Linked DNA regions of Canis lupus: region 2 is linked to region 1. Evidence: chromatin contacts called from public Hi-C data. All regions are on one chromosome and are shown on one strand. The core of a region is the stretch at or near the end of the contact, and the rest is flanking DNA. Distances in the headings are between cores, read along the strand shown. Region 1 has its middle 28 kb from the start of TMBIM6. Region 2 holds the start of BCDIN3D (RNA 5'-monophosphate methyltransferase).

Region 1 (7,042 bases), core at 1,573-4,072:
ACAGGACACTGAAGTACCCGGGGTGACATGGGTGTGCAGGGAGGGACGACTGGAGACAGAGCTCTGATAAAGGCAGGGAGGGCCTCGCGGTAGAGTGATGGGCAGGGAAGAGTCTGGGCGGTAGGGCCACCCAGGGGGACCCAAGGTGGCAAAAGCCAGCAGGAAATCTAGCTTCTGTCACCCACTCATGTAGAAGCCCACAGGCTAGGAGCACTCTAAGGAGTCATTTTTCCCTAATTTAAATTTACCACATCTTTTCTTTGTTTGCGATTCTTGATACAAAAAAAATCATTTCCAATAGAACAGCTGGAGAATGTGTGGCCACCAGGGGGTGCAACGGCAGCAGCGCCCATCTGAGAGGTTTGCGGGCCTCAACTGTCACCCAGTGGAGAGAAGGGAGAATGCAGGGTGCCCTCCCAGGGTTGCCCCACCGAGAGAATATGAATGTGGGCACTTGGACCTCCCCGCTCACTCCTTCATTTCCTCATCCACCCACGCCGTTGTTTAGACGACAAACATTTGTTGGACACTCGGTGGGTGTGAAGCACCCAGCTAGACTCCGGGGGCCCAGAGGCGAATGTGATGACAGGTCCCTTCCCTCGGGACTCAGTGTTACTGGTTGGTGCCAAACAATCTGTGGCTGATCCCAGGGGAACGTGGCTAGTGCTGTGATGGGGGGCACCCCTGGGCTCTCGAGGCCGCCGAAGGGGCTCTATAGGCCAGTCTTCCTTCCACGAGGTGCTAGCAAGACCTAGACCAGCAGGGTGGCGGTGACTGAGTCACACCCAGAGGGTTGGGTAAGAGCTCTAGGCCGAAAATTTGAAATGCCGGGGTGCCTGGGTGGCTCAGTCGGTGAAGCGTCTGCCTTGAACTCAGATCATGATTCCGGGGGGTCTTGGGATCGAGCCCTGCATGAGGCTCCCTGCTCAGTGGGGAGCCTGCTTCTCCCTCTTCCCCTGCTTGTGCTCTCACTCTCTCTCTCTCTGTCAAATAGATCAATACAATCGAAAGAAGAAAGAAAGAAAGGAAAGAAAGAAAGAAAGAAAGAAAGAAAGAAAGAAAGAAAGAAAGAAAGAAAGGAAAGAAAGAAAAGAAAGAAAGAAGAAAGAAAGAAAGAAAGAAAGAAAGAAAGAAAGAAGAAAGAAAGAAAGAAGGAAGGAAGGAAGGAAGGAAGGAAGGGAAGAAGAAAGAAAGAAAGAAAGAAAGAAAGAAAGAAAGAAAGAAAGAAAGAAAGAAAGAAAGAAAGAAATATAAATTCCAAAGCCTCGCAGTGAGGGACCAAATGGAACATTCTATAGCATAAAGATGAGTTCATAATGGCTGGAGCATTGAAAAATGAGAGGAGGGGATCCCTGGGTGGCGCAGCGGTTTGGCGCCTGCCTTTGGCCCAGGGCGCGATCCTGGAGACCTGGGATCGAATCCCACGTCGGGTTCCCAGTGCATGGAGCCTGCTTCTCCCTCTGCCTGTGTCTCTGCCTCTCTCTCTCTCTCTCTCTCTCTCTCTCTGTGTGTGTGTGACTATCACAAATAAATTTTTAAAAAATTAAAAAAAAAAGAAAAAAGAAAAATGAGAGGACAGAGGTAAGCTGTATAAAGGAGGAGTTTGGACTCTAGCCTGACAGCAAAAATGTGCTATTGAAAAGTTCAGGGTTGGACACCTGGGTGGCTCAGCGGTTGAGCATCTGCCTTCGGCTCAGGGCGTGATCCTGGGGTCCTGGGATTGAGACCCACATCAGCTCCCCACAGGGAGCCTGCTTCTCCCTCTGCCTGTGTTGCTGCCTCTTTCTGTGAGTCTCTCATGAATAAATGAATAAAATCTTAAAAAAAAAAAAAGTTCAGTGTTTACTATCAGGAAAATCCATCTAGAAATAGTGTGCAATGTGGACTGGAGAGACCCAAGGCGAGGGGCTGAGGCCAGTGAGGAGGCTGGAGCACTAGCCCAGGCAAGATTCAGTAGGGCCCAAACCTAGGCAGCATGTGTTGTGTTAGAGAGCAAGGGACGAGGTTTCCATATGCTCCTTAAATATGAGGTTCCTGGGGATCCCTGGGTGGCTCAGCAGTTTAACGTCTGCCTTTGGCCCAGGGCATGATCCTGGAGTCCCGGGATCGAGTCCCACGTCGGGCTCCCTGCATGGAGCCTGCTTCTCCCTCTGCCTGTGTCTCTGCCTCTCTCTGTGCCTCTCATGAATAAATAAATAAAAATCTTAAAAAAAAATACGAGTTTCCTGGGGTTCTGTTGGGCTCAATCATTCTTCATAAAATAATGCCTTGAGATCCATCCAGGTGGCTGTAGATGGCTATGGCTTAGTCCATTTTACTGCAGAGGAGCATTCCATTGTCTGGATGGACCACAGTTAGTTTATCCATTTGCCTGTTGAAGAATATTTGGATTGTTCCAGATTTTGGTTATTACCAATAATGCTTCTCCAAACATTCATGTACAAGATTTTGTTTGAACACACATTTTTACTTTTCTAGGATAAACTGTGCAATTGCTGGGTTGGATGGTACTTAATTTTAAAAGAAACTGCCAAATTGTTTTCCAGGAGTTGTACCATTTTACTTTACCACTGGCAAAGTATGAGGGCTCTAGTTGCTCCACATTTTTACCAGTAGTTGGTATTATCACGATTTTTAAAAAAAATTTTAGTCAATTCTAGTAGGTATATTTCATTGTTGCTTTAGTTCGCATTTGCCTAATATCTAATTATATTTAACATTGTTTCATGTGTTTATTGACATTTGTATATCTTCTTTGGTGAAGTGTCTGTCCAAAGGGCTGACTCACTCTTAAGGTTTTAAAATGTGCCGAATCATCAGGGAAATACAAATCAAAACCACAATGAGATGCTACTTCACACCACAACCAGAATGGCTAAAATGAACAAGTCAGGAAATGACAGATGTTGGCGAGGATGCAGAGAAAGGGGAACCGTCTTACTCTGCTGGTGGGAATGCAAGCTGGTGCAACCACTCTGGAGGTTGCAGTATGGAGATTCCTCAAAAAGTTGAGAATAGGGCTACCCCATGACCCAGCAATTGCACTACTAGGGATTTACCCCAAAGATACAAATGTAGTGATCCAAAGGGGCACCTGCACCCCAATGATTATAGCAGCAATGTCCACAATAGCCAAACCATGGAGAGAGCCCAGATGTCCATTGACAGATGAATGGATAAAGAAGATGTGGTGTATATGTATGTATACACACACACACACACACACACACACACCATGGACTACTACTCAGCCATCAAAAAAAAAGTGAAATCTTACCATTTGCAACGACCTGGATGATCTAGAGGGTATTATGCTAAGCGAAATAAGTCAATCAGAGAAAGACAGTTATCATATGACCTCACTCATGTGGAATTTAAGAAACAAAACAGAAGATCATGGGGGAAGGGAGGGGAAAACAAATAAGATAAAATCAGAGAGGGAGACAAATCATAAGAGACTCTTAATCATAGGAAACAAACTGAAGGTTGCTGGAGGGGAGGGGGGCGGGGGGACAGAGTGACACAGGGTGATGAACGTCATGGAGGGCACGTGATATAATGAGCACTGGGTGTTATGTAAGACTGATGAATCACTGAACTCTACCTCTGAAACCAATAATACATTATATTTTAACTGAGTTTAAATAAAAATTTAAAAAATAAAAAATAAGATAAAATAAGATGTATCAAATCATCCACATCTCTATCTCCAGCTTCCCTCCTGAACTTCAGATTGGGATGCAAATGCCTGTTGACAGCTTCATGAAAGTCCCTCACCACTGTACTCTCAATATGTCCAAAGCCAAAACCACCATCCCACGGGAGTCCTGGGCCTCCCCAGTGGAAGCGCTAACACTTTGAGGGTTTACTATGTGCTCAATACTGTTCTAAGTGCTTTATGTATTTTAATTAATTTAATCCTTTAGGTAGTACTGGGTTGTTGTTGTTGTTGACTTTTTATTTATTTGAGGGGTGGGGGAGAGGCAGAGGGAGAGGGAAAATGAGCACAGAGATGCTGAGTAACTCGTCCAAGCTTGCACAGCTGGCAAGCGTCCGGTAGGTCTATCCAGATCCCAGAGTCACCCTTGATTCTCCTTTCTCACCTCCCCAGGTCTGTTCAGTCATTAAGGCCTAAACATTTGCTTTCTGAATATTTTGCTTCCATCATCTTTTCTACAACCCTTATAACTACTGCTCTATTGCAGCCACCTTTTCTCTTGTGTGGACCACCGTAAGTACCTTTTTTTTCATAATGTTTTATTTTTAATAATGTTTTATTATAGCAAATTTCAACAACACAAAAAGTAGAGAAGACTATGAGTATGTCTATTGCTACAACCAGTATAAACTCATGACCATTCACTTCATCTATACCGCCCCCTGCCTGCTGCCACCTAACTGTATTATTTTGAAGCAAATCTCAGCATCTTAATGCATCTGTAAATACTTCAGTATGCTCTGAAACAACACTCAAATAACAATCACAATAACATTCTTCACTTATGCATTAAATATTCTTTATTTTTTAAATTTATTTATTTATGATAGAGAGAAAGAGAGAGAGAGAGAGAGAGAGGCAGAGACACAGGAGGGAGAAGCAGGCTCCATGCCGGGATCCCAATGAGGGACTTGATTCCGGGACTCCAGGATCGCGCCCTGGGCCAAAGGCAGGCGCTAAAGCGCTGAGCCACCCAGGGATCCCCTAAATATTCTTTAAATCATCAACTAATCACTATTTGTATGTTATCCACTGCTGTGTAACTTAGTGGTTTAAAACAATAATAAACACTTATTGTTGCTCATAGTTTTTTAAGATTTTATTTATTTATTCATGAGAGACAGCGAGAGAGAGAGAGGCAGAGACATAGGCAGAGGAAGAAGCAAGCTCCATACGAGCAACCCGATATGGGACTTCATCCCAAGATCCCAAGATCCCGGGATCACAGCCTGAGCTGAAGGCAGCTGCTCAACCACTGAGCCACTCAGGCATCTCCTGTTGCTCATACTTTCTATGGGTTGGAAACCTGAGAGCAGATGATCTAGCTGGTTCTGGATTGGAGTCTCATGAGATGCCAGTCACCCGGAAGTCCGACAGGTACTGGAGGATCTGCTTTCCATGCGGCTCATCGACACTGGCTGGCAAGTGGGTGCTGGCTGTTGGCAAGGGGCTCTGGTCCTCTCCACAAGGGTTTTCCACACGGCAGCTTGAATGGCCCTAGAACCTTGCCTGGCTTCCCCCAGGGCAAGCGAACCAGGGATCCAAGGAGGAAGCTCCAAGACCTTTCATGACCCATGTGTGGGTCACACACATGCCAGCCCGCCTTATTGTGAGAGGGTGTGAATACCAGGAGGCTAGGATTTTAGAGGGTCGTCCTAGAGAATGGTTAACCACAGGTTCAAATTATCCCAGTTGTCTCCATTGATAGCTGGCTTATTTGAATCAGGATCCATGCTTGCATTTTGTTGATATGGCTCTAAATATCTAGGTTCCTTTCTGTCTTTTGTTTTTTCGTTTTGTCATTTGTCTTTTTTTTTTTTTTTTAGGATCCAGATTTTCTTTAGTTTTACATTTACTGGTTTTTGCTGCTTACATCCTCATGATGTCATTTGAACACAGTCCTCAGATTCATGTCTTTCCTGTAAACTGGTATTTAGATCTAGAACTTAATATGGACTTTTTTTTTTCTTTTGCAAGAAAGTATTGTTGACTTCCAGCAGGGGGCACATGACGTCAGCTATAGTCTTACGATAGTGTGGCTGTTGTCATTACCTTGCTTCATTATTTCATTAGAGGTTTACAAATTAGGGACAAATTAACCCTATAATTCCATCATCTATTAGCTGGAATTTTTTTTTTATTTAAGTTTAATTTGCCAACATATAGTGTAACACCCAGTGCTCCTCCCATCAAGTGCCCTCCTCAGTGCCCGTCACCCAGTTTCCCCACCCCTCCCGCCCAACAGCTAGAATATTCCTACAAACTTCCACTTACTTTTTGATTACCCTGAAGTATTGTTAATACAGGAAAGATAAATGTTTGTTTCCATCCCTTTGTTAACAAGTACTTGCACCCTTCAAAGTGACCAATAAAATATTGACCTTACAGATTTAAAACATTTTTCATTCCATCATACTTCTTTTTTTATTTTTTTATTTATTTATGACAGTCACACAGAGAGAGAGAGAGAGAGAGAGAGAGAGAGAGAGGCAGAGACACAGGCAGAGGGAGAAGCAGGCTCCATGCACCGGGAGCCTGACGTGGGATTCGATCCCGGGTCTCCAGGATCGCGCCCTGGGCCAAAGGCAGGCGCCAAACCGCTGCGTCACCCAGGGATCCCCATTCCATCATACTTGTAATTCCTGTTGATGCTCAAATGATCCCATTTTCAGCCAGGAGCCTGCGTCCTTATGAGTTACACCATTTTTGACAGCTTGTTGACTTTCTGCCATAACATCATGTTCCAGGTTCATCTAGCATATCTACACACACCTCTCGGCACCATTTCCCAATGGAGCTCTGGTTCTTTTTAGTGGCAAATGAGAAAGGCCACAATCTGGATGTTAGAGTGTCTCTGCTTTTCAGGGGCATCCATCCTGGTCCATCCTCCAGTCATTTGAGATGTAAAAATGCAAATCTGACCATTCCCTCGCTCAAAGTCCTGCCCTGGGCTCAGGCTCGGTTGCCCTCAGGACAAAGCCAGTTACTAAGCGCGGACAAGCCCGGTCCTGTTACTGTTTCCCGATTTCCCCCTCCCTCCTACTTCCTGCCAGTCTCCTTAAACTTTAAAACCCAGCAAAACCTATGTTTTGATGCTCCCACACCTATCTTAACCTCATCATGTGTCTCACTTTAACTTGGAGCTTCAGCTCTCTTGGGTGTCCTCTCCAAAACACTTTGTCCTAAACCACCAGGCAGGGCTGTCTCCCACTATCGTCTCATGGCCACTGTGCCTACACCCAATGTGAGCACCTTAATGTCTCCATGCAGCTCTCCTGCGCTGCTCCGCCAGGGAGGACTAAAAGGCAGTCATTGCCTTATCAG
Region 2 (7,042 bases), core at 2,471-4,970, 65 kb before region 1:
AGGGCATGATCCTGGAGACCCAGGATCGAGTCCCACGTCGGGCTCCCTGCATGGAGCCTGCTTCTCCCTCTGCCTGTGTCTCAGCCTCTCTCTCTGTTTCTCTCATGAATAAATAAAATCTTAAAAAAAAAAAAAAAAAAAAAAAAGATGGCTGGCCAGGTGGGGAGAGGTCAACACAACTCTGTTGACTTCTGGCTGAACCTGTTGGATTATTCTGAACCATCCTGGCTTCTAACTGGAAACTGCTACCTGGGCTAACCCCTCGATTTCTCTCCTTACCAGCTGTTTTTTTCCTTCCCCTGGCTCAGCCCAGATTTTGGCCACCTGCATTCCACTTTGTCTGTTTCAGCTCCTTTCTTCTTTCCATTCTAATTTTCCCAAAACAAACCTGGCTTTAGTCATCTATTTGCAGCTTCTATTGAGTTTTTGTTTTCTTAAATTTTACTTCATCTGGTAAGTACACTTAATAGGAGATCTACCCTCGAGGCACCTGGGTGGCTCAGTAGTTGAGAGTCTGCTTTTGGCTCAGAGCGAGATCTCAGGGTCCTGGGATTAAGTCCCACGTTGGGCTCTTAACAGGGAGCCTGCTTTTCCCTCTGCCTGTCTGCCTCTGTCTGTGTCTCTCATGAACAAATACATAAAACCTTTAAAATATATATATGAGATCTACCCTCTTAACAGATTTTTAAGTGTACAGCACAATATTGTTATCTATAGGCATAATATTATACAACAGATCTCTAGACCTTATTCATCTTGCATAACTGAAACTTTACAGCCATTGATTATCAACTCCTATCCCTTTCCCCCTGGCCCCTAGCAACTACCATTATATTCTTTGTTTCTAGTAGTTTGACTATTTTAGATACCTTACATCAGTAGAATCATGCAGTGTTTGGCCTTCCATGACTGCCTTATTTCACTTAGCAAAATGTCCTCAAGGTTTGTCCATGTTGTCACATATGACAGGATTCCTTCCTTCTTAAGATGAATAATACTCCATTGTATATAATACCACATTTCTTTTATCGATTCATCTGTCCAGTGGACATTTGTTTCCACATCTTGTGAATAGTGTCACAATGAATACGAGAGTGCTACTTCTCTCTCTTCAAGAATTTGATTTAAATTCTTTTGAATAGGGATCCCTGGGTGATGCAGCGGTTTGGTGCCTGCCTTTGGCCCAGGGCGCGATCCTGGAGACCCGGGATCGAGTCCCACGTCGGGCTCCCGATGCATGGAGCCTGCTTCTCTCTCTGCCTGTGTCTCTGCCTCTCTCTCTCTCTCTCTTTGTGTGTGACTATCATAAATAAATTTTAAAAATTAAAAAAAATTCTTTTGAATAAATACCCAGATATGGGATTGCTGGGTCATATGGTAGTTCTATTTAATTTTTTGAAGAATCTCTGTAGAGGTTGCACCATTTAATATACCCACCAACAGTGTACAAGGGTTCCACTTTCTCCATATCCTTGCCAACACTTGTCTTTGTTTTTGCTCTTCTATAATAGCTATCCTAACATGAGGTGATATTTTGTAGGGTTTTTAAAAAAGATTTCATTTATTTATTCGTGAAAGAGAGAGGCAGAGACACAGGCAGAGGGAGAAGCAGGCTCCGTGCAGGGAGCCCGACGTGGGACTTGATCCCAGGTCTCCAGGATCATGCCCCGAGCCAAAGGCAGGCACTAAACTACTGAGCCACCCAGGTTGCCTGCATTTTGTAGTTTTGGTTGGCACTTCCTTGATGATTCGTAACATTGAGCATCTTTTTATATACCTGTTGGCCATCTGCATGCTTTCCTTTGGAGACAGGTCTTCTTAAATCCTTTGCCCATTTTTCAGTTATTAGTTCTCTTGCTATTGAGTTATAGGAGTTCCTTTAACACTTTAGAAATTGATTCATTATCAGATCTATAGTCTGCAAATATTTTCTCCCATTTTGTAAGTTGCCGTTTCACTCTATCAATAGATTTCATTGCTATGCGTAAGTAAGTTTCTTAGTTTGATGTAGTCTCACTTGTCTACTTCTGCTTCTGTTGTCTGTGCTTTTGGTGTCATATCCATGAAATCATTGCCAAGATCAGTTTTCCTCTATCTTTTTTTCTAGCTATCATAGTTTCAGGTCTTACATTTAAGTTCTTTTTTTTTTTTTTTTACATTTAAGTTCTTAATCCATTTCGAGCTGATGTTTGTGTAAGATCACGATCCACTTTCATTATTTTGCATATGAATATCCAATTTTCCTAGCACCATTTATTGATACTGAGTTTTCTTTTTTAAAAAGATTTTATTTATTTATTTGAGAGACAAAGTGAGAGAGCAGAACAGAGAGGGAGGGGCAGAGGAGAGGGGGAAGCGGACTGCCACCTGAGCAGGGAGCCAGACGGAAGGCTCCATCCCAGGACCCCAGGTTCATGACCCGAGCCAAAGGCAGAGGCTAAAACCATGAGCTACCCAGGGGCCACATAGTTTTCATTCAACGAATATTTATTTTATTTTTTAAAGATTTTATTTATTTATTCATGAGACACAGAGAGAGAGAGAGAGGCAGAGACACAGGCAGAGGGAGAAGCAGGCTCCATGCAGGGAGCCCAATGTGGGACTCGATCCCAGGTCTCCAGGATCACACCCTGGGCCCAAGGCGGGCACTAAACCGCTGAGCCACCCAGGGATTCCTCAACGAATATTTATCGAGCATCTTTGGGCCAGGCACTACGGTAGGTATAAGAGATAGAGGCTAAGAATAACATAATGGTGACAAGCACACCCATTGGGGCCAAACTGCCTGGGTTCAAATCCTGGTACCATCATTTCTAACTGCTTGACCTTGAGCCGGTTACAAATTCCTTACACCACAACGTCCTCATATATAAGAAAGGGATAACTACGGTCTTTTCATCGCAGGACTGATGTGAGGATTGAAAGAATGAATATGTGTAGAGGTCCTGGACAGGCATCTGGCACCCGATAATCACTGGTAAGTGCTGGCTCTTAAGGCATGGTCCTTGCCTCTCAAGGAGCTCACAAATTACAGCTGCCCTTATCCACCTGACCCGCCTGGCCGTCAGGGCCATCTTGGTCTTCCGACCCTTCAAGGGATCCCTAGCTCCTGGCTACCCTTTCCTGGAACCATAGGATGAATCGGGAGCAAGTGCCTACACCACCGATTCCTTGTGTGACTCTAGGTAAGTAGTTTCTCCCCCTCTGGATCTCACTTAATGCACCTGTAAAGGAAGGAAGCTGGCCCAAAATGGATTTCCAACATCCCAACAACCTCCTTGTTCTGGGCAGCTCCAGTTGAAACTATGTCAGCCTTGGGCAAGTCACTTCAGCTCTCTGCGTTGGTTCCCCCCCCCCCCCCCCCATGTAAAACGGGATAATATTACCAACCACGGGGCAGCTCGAGGGGCTCGGCGGATTAGCACCGCCTTCAGCCCAGGGCGTGACCCTGGGGACCTCGGATCGAGTCCGGCGTCCGGCTCCCTGCGTGGAGGCCTGCTTCTCCCTCTGCCTGTGTCTCTGCCTCTCTCTGTGTGTCTCTCATGAATGAATAAATAAATAAATAATCTTAAAAATGTATGTTACTAACCACCTCCGAGGTCGTAGTGCTGTCGTAGCGAGGCTGTCAGCGATCTGCGGGGCACCTCAGCCTTCGGGCCCATCCGCCTCCGCCACTCGACGCATGCGCGCTGGCGCCCCGGCCGCGGGCGAGCCGGTCCCGACTTCCGGTTCCGCCGGAACCCAGAGGCCCGACTCCCTAATGGCGGCGTCCGGGAGACAGGCCGCCGGGGGCGTTGAGGAGGCCGCAGAGGAACCGCGAATTCTGGAACCGGGGGCAGCCCCATTTGGAAATTTCCCACATTATTCCCGCTTCCATCCTCCAGAACAGCGGCTCCGCCTCCTGCCCCCGGAGCTGCTTCGCCGGCTCTTTCCGCCGAGTAGTTCCGAAACGAGGCCGATCCTGGGGCTCGACGTGGGGTGTAACTCTGGGGTGAGTGACAGGGGCGGGGTCGGAGGTCGGGGAGCCCGACTTCTGGCTTCCTCCGCGTTCGCTGGGGCTTGGGTTTGGGCGTGACATCACCCCACCCCCCACCCCCAGGACTTTCCCAAAAATGATTCTAAAGAGGTCGCTTGGGCCGACCCCCTTGCTGCCGGACCTTCCACCATCGGGGACCATCGGGGACCCACCGCCATCCCGCTCAGGAATCCTGGGGAGGAATGATTTTTAACTCGGTTCCAATCCCGTCCCGTGCGTTCGCTGCCTGACGGCCAGACCTCTTGTGGGAAGGGCCGCCGTATTTGGGCTTCCGGCGCTAGCCTCCTGTCCAGCGCAGCTGGGGGACCCCCAGGCTGCAGAGAGGGGGCTTCTGGACACCCACCTTTGGGAACGTAGGGCTGGGATCGCTCTACTGTGCGAGGTGAGCCGGGGTGACGGAATCATGTCTGGAATTAAGAGTCACGTGCCTGCCATGCAGTGTAGGATGGAGCCAAGTGGATGTTTATTTAAAAAGCAATGAGTTGACTGAGTACCGAGGAGAGGATCGAGAGGGAAAATACAGCTTCCTGGTAGAGGAAGGCATTGCCACGTCTTCTTACCGCAAAGTATTCTTAGGCATAGAGAGATTATAGTGAAATCACATCCAGAATATCACAATGTCTCTCCGACACCTATCTGTTAACTACTAGCATGTCCTAGAGACGCAGACATTCTGACCCTATGCTTCCAAATCCTATGCATATAATAAAAAGCAAGTCTCCACTCCTGACCCTAAATTCTCCTTTCCCCCTAACACAGTGGCAACCGCTGTTTATCATTCTTTGGATATGCATCCTGTGTGTACACAATCATTTCTATGTGGATAAATATCCTACCTTATATAAAGAGCACACTATTTTCCACCTTGCTTTTCACTTAATTTGGAGAGCAGTCGTGTCACTACATTCTTTTTTTAGCAGCTTCAAAATTGTATGGATGTACCATAATTTGTAGGGTGCTTTCTTTCTTTTTTTCTTTTTTTAAAATTTTATTTATTTATTCATGAGAGAGAGAGAGAGAGGCAGAGGGAGAAGCAGGCTCCATGCAGAGAGCCCGATGTGGGACTTGATCCCGGGACTCCAGGATCCGAAGGCAGGCACTAAACCGCTGAGCCACCCAGGGATCCCCTGTAGGGTGCTTTCTTTACATTTCTGAAACTCTCAGGTCCCTCTCCAGACCTACTGATTCAGGATCTTGGGTGATTGAGCCCTTGAGTCTGCATTTTCTTTTTCAGTCTTCTAGGGTATTCTGAGATTGGGGAATTGAGGATGGAGAGGGTGGAGAGATGTGGAGGAGGGACTGATGTAACAAAATGACTACTGAAACTGGCATACCCAAGATCAGATAGGAAGAGGGAGTCAGCAAAGAAAGAAATAGAGAAATGGGTAGACTAAGGAGCATAGTATAGGACCTTCCTACTCAAAATGTGGTCCTTGATCTACAGCATCAGCATGACGTGGAAGCATATTAGAAATACAGAATCTCAGAGGGCTCCTAGATGACTCTTAAGAGTCCGACTCATGATCTCAGCTCAGGTCTTGATCTCAGAGTTGTGAGTTCAGGCTCTGCTTTGGGCTGCACACTGGGCATGGAGCCTATGTGTAAAAAAAAGAAAACTAGAGGGATGCCTGGGTGGCTCAGTGGTTGAGCATTGCCTTCCGCTCAGGGTGTGATCCCAATCCAGGAATCAAGTCCCGCATCAGGCTCTCTGCAAGGAACCTGCTTCTCTATGTCTCTCCTTCTCTATCTCTCATGAATAAATAAATAAAATCTTAATTAAAAAAAAAAAAGAAATACAGAATGTCAGTCTCCCCTACCCCACAATCTACTAAATCAGCATTTTTATTTTTAATAAGATCCATAGGTGATATGCATATTATTGTTAATATAGATATTAAAGTGTGAGAAGCCTGGTATAGAGGGAAGAACCTAATGTAGCCTAAATCTTTCTATGTACTGGGACACCTGGGTGGATCCTCGGTTTAGCACCTGCCTTTGGCCCAGGGCATGATCCTGGAGTCCCGGGATCGAGTCCCACATCGGGTTCCCTGCAGAGAGCCTGCTTCTCCCTCTGCCTGTGTCTCTGCCTCTTTCTCTCTCTGTGTCTCTCATGAATAAATAAATAAAATCTTTAAAAAAAATCTTTCTATGTACTAACCATGTGACATTGGACAAGTCAGCCTCTGAACCATAATTTTTTAAAATATGGAATTTTTTGTGAACTATGTCACACATAAAAGTGCATAAAACATGTATTTATACTTTACGAATTATTAAAAAGTAGACACCTTTATCGTCCAGATCAAGTATAAAACATTGTCAGTACTCCAGAAGTCCCTTCTCTCATTTCCTCTGTTCATAAACTGCCCCCCTCCACCCAGATGTAACAACTAGCCTCATTTTATTATTATTTACTTGCTTTTCTTTATAGCTCACTATTTTTGTATCCCTAAATATTATAATTTAATCTTATTGGAATTTTTGAACTTCATATAAATGGAAGCTTGCCATGTATTTTGTTTTGTGTCTTCTCTTTTACTCAGCATTGTGTATTTTTTAAATACAATCTTTAAAAAAAAAAAGGAAAGAGAGCATGAGCAAGAGGTAGGGGCAGAGGGAAAGGGAGGAACATATTCCCTGCTGAGCAAGGAGCCTGATGCTGGACTTGATCCCAGGATCACGATCTGGGCTGAAGGCAGACACCTAACCGACTGAGCCACCCAGGCACCCCACCATTTTATATTTGTGAGAGTCATCCATGTTGATGCACTGAACTGAATTCCTTCATTTCATTTTAAACTGCTATTTAGTATTCCATCTTAATGACTATACCACATTTATCCATGCTATTATTATTGGACATTAGGTGGTTTCCAGCCACACTTTCCTCACCTGCACAAAGGGCATAAGTATTTTCCTTACAAGACTGTTGCACACACAAAAAAAAAGACTGTTGCACAGAGCAAAATGAGGTGATACATAAAAATTCCTTGAAAAAATGGCTTA

The links. A called contact is a pair of places that touch in the nucleus more often than the background predicts.
Region 2: a contact with region 1 is called in a Hi-C map of blood, with 2.8 times the contacts expected there. The contact joins the promoter of BCDIN3D here to the enhancer-like site in region 1. A contact is called at or near these places in 4 of 9 Hi-C or Micro-C datasets (amygdala and blood).

Annotation. Positions count from the first base shown.
Region 1 is chr27:41,732,476-41,739,517 of UU_Cfam_GSD_1.0, reverse strand. No RefSeq gene overlaps it. Among named protein-coding and RNA genes, the nearest start is that of TMBIM6, 28 kb to the right of the region's middle. Within about 2 kb of position 2,822, at least 1 of the 20 cell types and tissues checked has an H3K27ac peak or open chromatin away from gene starts, as enhancers often do. A contact at or near this core is called in blood, where this site is marked.
Region 2 is chr27:41,798,085-41,805,126 of UU_Cfam_GSD_1.0, reverse strand. It overlaps BCDIN3D (RNA 5'-monophosphate methyltransferase), which reads left to right and starts at 3,720. Exons shown (of 2, transcript XM_038577608.1): 1 at 3,720-3,991. The coding sequence starts at 3,761. The region is part of intron 3 of LOC119866371 (a long non-coding RNA gene); the gene reads right to left.